Linked DNA regions of Mus musculus: region 2 is linked to region 1. A link is a contact called in public promoter capture Hi-C data. All regions are on one chromosome and are shown on one strand. The core of a region is the stretch at or near the end of the contact, and the rest is flanking DNA. Distances in the headings are between cores, read along the strand shown. Region 1 holds the start of Jag1 (jagged 1). Region 2 has its middle 19 kb from the start of Gm14064.

Region 1 (4,055 bases), core at 661-3,160:
CCGCAAACACGACTTATAGCGGGCTGCCTCTTCTAAGCCTTACTAGGGCGCGGGAAGGGCTTGCGGAGGCCGGGTGCCCTCCGGACGAGAGAGTGCGCCCGCCCTTCCCGGGGAAGTTTGCAAACACAGCTGTTCCAGAACTGGGGAACCGCTGGGAGTAAGGCAGCCTGGGCTGCACCGAGCGGGGGCGGGAGGAAGGGGCCGGCAGGGGGCGGAGGTTCCCAGACTAAAGCTTGGACGCCAGCCGGAGACAACCCCCCTCCTGCAGCCGCCACTTCAGGCTGGGAGAGCACCCCTCCAACACACTAAAATCTCCCCACTAGAGCCGCGGGAAGCCTGCTCCCCCACACCCTGCAGGAAGGACACACCCGCCCTCGGGGCGGCTCACGGGAAAGGGGAGGGTGCCAACTTGGACAGCGTATGCAGGGCAGACTATGCGCAGTCGCCTTCCAGGGCACTACGAGTTTTAATTAGTTAAGCAAAGAAATCATCTATAATGACCGCCTGGTCGAGGGTGGGAACTGGAAGTAGCAAGCATAAAATTAGCATCCTTGCGTACTTTCCCCCAGCAATGCTCTTCAGAGACCCCATTTCGCTGCGCTAAGCAGACACCACCCAGAATGGAAGACCCGCCCGTCTCATCTTGTCCAGGTCCAGCTGTAGTCTGGACTCTCAAACTTGCCACCCCCAAAGCCTCTCAACTTAGTGCCAAGTTTCAAGTGGCATTAAATCCTTCTCAAGGCAATATAGGGCTCGGCCCCGCGTTCGACTCTGTCGGTGTGTCGCTCACTCACCGGCCAGGCGAAACTGAAAGGCAGTACGATGCGATTACGGTCGTTGCCACGGCTGGCCTTGAGATTGAAGGTGTTACCCCCGATGACAGGCGTAGACCCTGAGCCGAAGCTGCAGGGTCCCCCGGCAGTGACGCGGGACTGATACTCCTTGAGGCACACTTTGAAGTACGTATCACACTCGTCGCGGGTGCACTTGCGGTCGCCAGGGTTCCGGACTCCACCACAACAGTTCCCATTCTGTAGCTCTCCATTCACGTTCTGCATGGACAGGATCTCCAGCTCAAACTGACCCGAGGCCCCGCACACCTGCCAGCGAGGAAGGAAGGTCAACGCATGAGAAAGTTTTCTCTGAAGGTGGAGGTGGAGACTCCTTGACACCCCCCACCCCCAATACACACACCCCAGGCTGCCAAAGATCCTCGGTGGCAAGTGAAAATAATTTTGCAAAAACTAGGTTTAGGGCTCAACCTGGTTTGGGGGCATAAAAAACACAAGTGCGGGAAAACTAAGACAAGTGCCCCGAAGGACCGTGAGAACGTAATGATCGCATTTTGCCCAGCCTGGAGGAGTTTATCTTTCGAGGCCAGGGGCTCCCCTCTGGGGAACCAGCGTTCCCTCACCGGGTGCTGCCTCTCGGGTGAAAAGTCAGGGTCAGGGAGCCTTGTACTCAAGGGCTCCGGAACTTGCACTGGGAGCCACAGCCGCTCCCGTCCAGAACGCCACGAGGGAAGGGAGAGGACCGCGGGGAGCAAGAGCGGGAGAGAGACTCCTACCTTGGCTCGCAGGGCACAGAGCAGGGCGAGCAGAAGACTCAGGGGGCGCCCGGGCCGGCCGCGCGTCCGTGGGGACCGCATCGCTGCGCCGCGCGCCACGGGCACTCCGGACGCCGCCGCCGCTGCTAGCGCTGGTGCTCCCGCCGAGGCTGCCGTCGTCGCTGCCCCCGCGGCCGCCGCGTCCCGGCTCTAATATACTCCGTGGATTGGAGCATGCACGACTGGAAAACAACACTACTTTTCAAAAGCCCTTTCAAGAGCCGCGCGTTCCAGAAGGCAAAGAGCCCGGCCTCCTTTTATTATTCTGATCGCTTCTTTGAGGCGCTCCCCCCTCTTCCACCTCTCGGCTTTCTTTCCTTCTCTCGCGCTCCCCTTCTTTTATTATTATGATTATGCGCAGCCTTTTATTCCCTTTCAGATCAGCTGCATGAAACGCGGGGAGGGAGGGGAGGAAAAAAAAAAAAAAAACCTGAGCCTAGCTCGCCGGCCGGCTGCAGGTAACACAATGACGCGTGCCCGCCTGGCTCTCGAAGGGACCCGGAGCGCCGGTCTGGGAGCCGGGACTCCGGCTGGCCACCTCTTCTCAACACGCGGAACAAGGCGCATGCGCGATTGTTAATATTCATAAGGGGCGTGCCATCTATTGGGCACGCCCCTTTCCTCCGGGTTGTTGGGGAGGGGAGAAATTGAGAAGGGGTTGGAAGTTGCGGGACGGACCGGGTGGCATGGCCGCCCGAGGGGCCCCCACACGCAGATCAGTGTCCCGGGGAGCCCGGGCCAGGAGAAAGGAACCTGGAAGGACCGTGGAGGAGCCCATGGCTCTGAGAAGCCCAGAGCGCCTCCGCTGGACCGCCCCCTCGGTGCACGGCCTGGGCTCCCTTGCAAGCCCCAGGTGTAGGCGCCGCGGTACGGCCGGAGCAGTTGGGGCGGGCGGCTTCCGCCTTCGGAGCCGCCTGCGTCAGCTGCGGCTTTTGCCCCGGGGAGGAGGGCCTGCCCGCCGGGAACCCGGGCCGCTCCCAGCAAGCGAGCCCAGAGCCCTGTGCTGGCGGCGGCGAGACTGGCGCGCTCGCCGCCGTCTCCTCGCCCCGCAGAGGCGACCTGGGCAGACTCTGCTGGGAACTTTGAAAAACTTTCCCGGAGTCAGACTTGCCGCAAACTCGAGGGAAAGCCTCGGCCGCGCGCCATCCCTTCCCAAATCCATGTCCGTGGAGCCTCGGAGGGGCTCCCAGCGTCCTTTCCAGACCGCGCCGGGGCAGAGGCGTGGGGGAAGCAGGGGGAGTGGCCGGCGGGCACCCGGGGGCTCAGCCCGGACTTCGGGAAGGGCTTTCTGAGACGCCGAGGGCTCCGCCAGCCTCCAGCCCGGGCGCAGTGGCGGGACTGCACCTGTAGGCGGCCTCCGCGCTGCTCTCTGGGTGGCGAGACGCGGCCTGAAAAGAACCTAACCGCTGTCGTGGTCCACAGAACTTGGCTTCTCCTGGGTGGTGGTGGAAACCGATGCCATTTTCCACCTTGAGGCAGGCCTCGCAATTAGCAGCGACACTCCTGGTCATAATCAAGGTCAAAGGGAACCCAAAGGCTGGCTGAAGTCTCTGCCAGCTCCACTCCAGGCGGGTTTAAACGGAGCTCTTTAGGAAAACAGATTTCCATTAAAGGACGAAAAGGGTTTCTTAACTTGCGTTGAGCCTGTCCTGAAGAAAAGCTCTGATTTTTCCGAGATTGCTTTAGCGCCTCAACCCTTCTAGACATCAGGGCATGATGGGTAAAGGGAAAAACAGTTTCCAACATGCTGAACACGACAACATAACAACACAGGTTATTTGTGGTTATCTACGTTTAAAGAGTGGCCCAGCATAGATAGTGCCCCATACCACTTGATGGGGTTGAGAAAGCTGAGTTCCAGGCTAACAAAGATGGTTCCGTAACTTGGGCATTTTAACCACCTGAGATAGGTGATTTCTTAATGGCAATGCATCTCATTCTAACCATTCCCGAGTAACTTAATCCATAATTGGGAAGGGCATATCCCAAATCAGAATGAGTTTGCAACTGGTCACAGAAGCACCTGGCCTACACAGCAGCCACCTGGGCATTTTCCAGTGTGCCCAGTCCTCCTCCACCCAATGATCACGAATGCAAAGCATCCCGTTTTCAACATTAATTCAACACAGGTTTTTGTTTTTGTTTTTGTTTTTTTCCCACTAAAGTTTCCAGAAATATAACAGTCCTCACTTCTGATTGGACTTCTTACCTGCATCTCTAGTCGCCAAGTTAGGGTGCTCAATAACGCTTTTATAGCAAAGGATTGGTGGTGTGGAAAAGCCACATAGCCCACAAAGACTGCAGTGGTCTTAGAGTCTATATTTCTTGAGGTCCCAAGGTCTAAAGCTGTTTTAAAATGTAAAGCTGTATCCAATGATGCATGCCCCATGTCCCACACTAACCCCTAGAAGGCGGCTATGGAGCCAGAGTTTTTAGTTCAGAAGGTTTG
Region 2 (3,868 bases), core at 561-3,060, 530 kb after region 1:
ATTTTATCGAAAGGACCCAGATGTAGCTGTCTCTTGTGAGACTATGCCAGTACAGGGGAATGCCAGGGCCAAAAAGGGGGAGTGGGTGGGTAGGGGAGTGGGGGTGGGTGGGTATGGGGGACTTTTGGTATAGCATTGGAAATGTAAATGAGCTAAATACCTAATAAAAAATGGAAAAAAAAAGAGCAGCAAACACTCTTAACTGTTGAGCCATCTCTCCAGCCCAGTCTCGGATTTGTTGCTATTGTTTAGAACAAATCCCTTGAGAAAATTCACTGAAAAATATAATAACTTGTCTCTTGCTTCCTTTCATCATGTGTGCTAGATTTTCTTGTTGTTGTATATTTTTATGTTAAGTTTTAATGTAAGTTCTGTAAAGGATTAAGAAAAAAAAACCACGCTTTTAAAAATAGTAATAATAAGGCATGGTTCCTAAGTTACAATGAATAAAATACCTTTGGTAAGAAGAAGGTAAAGGCCTTCACAGTATGAAGATTAGACATCTGAGGGCCTTGGAAGTGAACTATGGCATTTTTTTTCTGACTTCCTTTGGCCAAGGTCAAGGCATCACTTAGCCTGGTTCATCATCAGTTTCTTTATCTTAGACAGAAAGCAGGATACTGGCTGCTCTCTTAATAACTGTAAGAGGATGGAGAAGCAGAATCTAAAAATCTGGAACACTTTCCAACTGCCAGGCAACATAACTCACTCCAACATCAAAATAGGTCATTAAATGCCATGAAAGGGTAAAGTACATGATCTGGAATCATCTTCCTTTACTGTTGTGAGGACAAAGGCTCTTTGTCCCTTTAAGAGTTTTCAGCCACATCTCCAGTCACATCCTAAAAGCTTTCCTCATGTGTTGGGTAGGTGTATCCGGTCACACAGCCCTGTTCAGAACTTCCTGGCAGATGTCATAATTTACTGTCACCCTCTTGCAGGAACCCAGAACAAGGGGCCCCCATGCCAGCACTGTGATCCATTGCCTGACAAGTCCTGGGTGTCAACCTTCAGCAGGCTCAGCGGAGGTGGAACACCATTTACCTGATAGAGCCTTTGATAAAGTTGGCAATTAGATGCACTTGGGAAATCCTGGCTGGAAACTAGTTTAGGAAGCATTACAACCACATCACGTTTCTTAAAAATTAATAGAAAAGACGGAGCACTCCGGTATTTGCTTTGTTCTCGGAAGAAGGCAGAAATATAGGGGTATATATGTAGTTTTATCTCTTTGGGTGTCTCTTCTGCTTCTTACTCTTATTTCCTCCAGACACAGTAATAAATCCCCTACCAGAGACAGGAGTGAGATGAAAGGGATCAAGCGACACGGTTTACAGTTTGGGATCATAGAGCCACATTGTTTTTTTAGGCCTCAAGCTCTTCCTCTCTGTTGTTTTGTTTGTCTGTTTTTGTTTTTGAGACAGGGTCTTAAATTGTTGCCCAGGCTTCCTTGGAACTCACAGTAATGCTCCTGCCTCATGCTTTCGGGCGTTGAGATTACAAGCCTGCACCCTAAAGCCCAACTCTCTTCCTGTCTTTATTTTTCATCCCTTTTTCTGATTCTTGGTAGTCTCTGTTCTCTCTCTCTCTCTCTCTCTCTCTCTCTCTCTCTCTCTCTCTCTCTCTCTCTCACACACACACACACACACACACACACAGAACAAAGGGGACTTAATATTCTATATGTCACTAGAGCTTTCTATCTTTGATGTTAGCACAAGAGCATGATTTGTTTGACATATATTCCACATCCCCCACCCCTTTGCTTCCTCCTTACTGGATGGCTTCAGCTTGCCAGTGATTAATGAGTCTGGAAGGTGAGCGACAGTTATCTTAAGGGCTCTAAAACATTTGTTTCCACAGCCTAGCCAAACTGTCCTGCTGCATTAGCTGTAGTTAGATTTCCTGTTGATAACGGTCTGCAGAAAATAACCCCCACCCCTACCCCAAAGCTGCCATCAGCATGAAGCCCTGTTTGTATGCCAACAGGGCAGAAGTTCTCACTGTCAGCCATGCAAATTTCCATTCTTCTTTAGGCAGATAAGCATTTTACCTTTGAGAAGGAGCTAAGGAGTCTGTTGTGAGGTTAGACCAATTCTCAACCTCCTTTGGATGCAGAAGCCTTATGAAATCAAAAAGTCAGAAGTGATCTGGAAAATGTGCTTACAAATAGTGGAACAGGGAAATGAGTTCTTCCCCTAGGCTTGTTCCTCCTGTGTGGGGTGAAATAGGTGGGAAGCAGGGACAGGGCGTTCTCTGTGTGATTGGAATTCCCCTGTAGAGTCACAGGAGATGAGCAAGCCTTTGGTTTTCCTTTTTTTTTATGTTTTATTTTGCACCTAGACCAATAGGCATGGGGAAAGCTGGCAGAGATGCGCACATGAGGTTTGTCCTCTTTAATGATCAGGTCTACAGAGGTTACCAAGGCTTGCTGACCACTGGAATATGGGGCCAATTAGGCCTTGGCTTCCTTTCAAGGTGGGCAGAGAATCATTTGGAACCACAGTCTATGTCATGATGCCAGTCACTGTGGGGAAGTGAATGAATGAGTCTTCCTTCCCATATTTGCTTCTGGACCCATGTAGTCATGGTCTCTTCAGCAAATAAAGAGGCTTCTTGGAATTGGCAGAGGTTGAAGTGGTATAAACTTAAGCAGAAAAACAGTGTTCTAATACTACAGAGAAAATCTAGAGCCTGGTGTGATGGTGCACACCTTTAATCCCAGCACTTGGGAGGCAGAGGCAGGCAGATTTCTGAGTTTGAGGCCAGTCTGGTCTACAGAGTGAGTTCCAGGACAGTGAAGGCTACACGGGGAAACCCTGTCTTCAAAACAAAAACAGAAAGAAAGAAAGAAAGAAAGAAAGAAAGAAAGAAAGAAAGAAAGGAAGGAAGGAAGGAAGGAAGGAAGGAAGGAAGGAAGAAAGAAAGAAAGAAAGAAAGAAAGAAAGAAAGAAAGAAAGAAAGAAAGAAAGAAAGAGAGAGAGAGAAAGTCTAGGGAGGGGAGGGGAGTGGAGGTGGTCCTCATTGCTGTGCACAACAGCTCCATCATATCTTCCTGGTGATGATTCTGAAGGAAACCAAGTTACAGTTTTCCTTATGATCTCATTTTACTGGGCTCAAAGCCCACCTCAATCATCATCTTTGGAGTCTAATGAGCTGTTTGCAGAACAGTGTTGAAAGGCACATAGGATAAAAAGAGAGTAAACTGTGTACATGCAGAGCTTCAAAATCTAGGCTCCTCGGCAGAATATTGCCTTCATTCTAGAAGAAACACTGGAGAAGTTTCCAATGATTCTCCTGCTCTTTTGCATAGCATCTGTGGTACTGCAGTCCCTCCAACCAAGACGCAGGGTCCTTGGTGTGAGCTGTTCTTGGAGTGGCATGCACAATCATTGGAAGGATACTGTTCCATTCTGCCTAAAGCCTTCAGTACATTCACATTCCTGCTTGCTCGCACCATGCCTGCTTTTCCCAACCATGACGTTATGCCCTGAAAAACTTTCCAGGTAATGAAACAGGAGAAACAGTTTTATGTCTCTCCAGCTGTCTTAGAAGAGGCCATGCTAAATCATCCAGAGACTGAGAACATGAACAGGCCCACGTCAGTGTCACCTAAGTCCTTAACCCAAAGACATAGGAGCAGAGTAAATTGTACTGCTTGGAACCAGAGTCCAGGGACAGATTGTTAAATGACATTATTGCAACAATACAAAACTGATCCTTTTGCCTATTGGTTTGTATCCTGGTCTCTGTTTACATCATATTTTTTTATTGTAAGCCAGTATAATGTCTTTCATGTAAATATCCAGGCCGTCATTTTATCTTTATTTACATGAATCCTTTCTTCTTGGAGCCCATTTTGTTCCAA

Evidence for each region. Promoter capture Hi-C pulls out the DNA fragments that hold promoters and counts their contacts.
Region 2: a contact with region 1 is called in a promoter capture Hi-C map of the HPC-7 cell line, with 8 times the contacts expected there. The contact joins the enhancer-like site here to the promoter of Jag1 in region 1. A contact is called at or near these places in 6 of 39 promoter capture datasets (the C10 cell line, the HPC-7 cell line, cranial neural crest and 2 more), 1 of 15 datasets of contacts at CTCF or cohesin (the NIH/3T3 cell line), 3 of 484 Hi-C or Micro-C datasets (the N1E-115 cell line, nephron progenitors and ventricular fibroblasts), 9 of 115 datasets of contacts at active chromatin or transcription factors (craniofacial prominence, embryonic forebrain, embryonic hindbrain and 6 more) and 1 of 9 other capture datasets (adipose tissue).

Annotation. Positions count from the first base shown.
Region 1 is chr2:137,114,610-137,118,664 of GRCm38.p6, forward strand. It overlaps Jag1 (jagged 1), which reads right to left and starts at 1,911. Exons shown (of 26, transcript NM_013822.5): 1 at 1,568-1,911; 2 at 795-1,100. The coding sequence starts at 1,648.
Region 2 is chr2:137,642,556-137,646,423 of GRCm38.p6, forward strand. No RefSeq gene overlaps it. Among named protein-coding and RNA genes, the nearest start is that of Gm14064, 19 kb to the right of the region's middle. Within about 2 kb of position 1,811, at least 16 of the 459 cell types and tissues checked have an H3K27ac peak or open chromatin away from gene starts, as enhancers often do. A contact at or near this core is called in the HPC-7 cell line and the N1E-115 cell line, where this site is marked.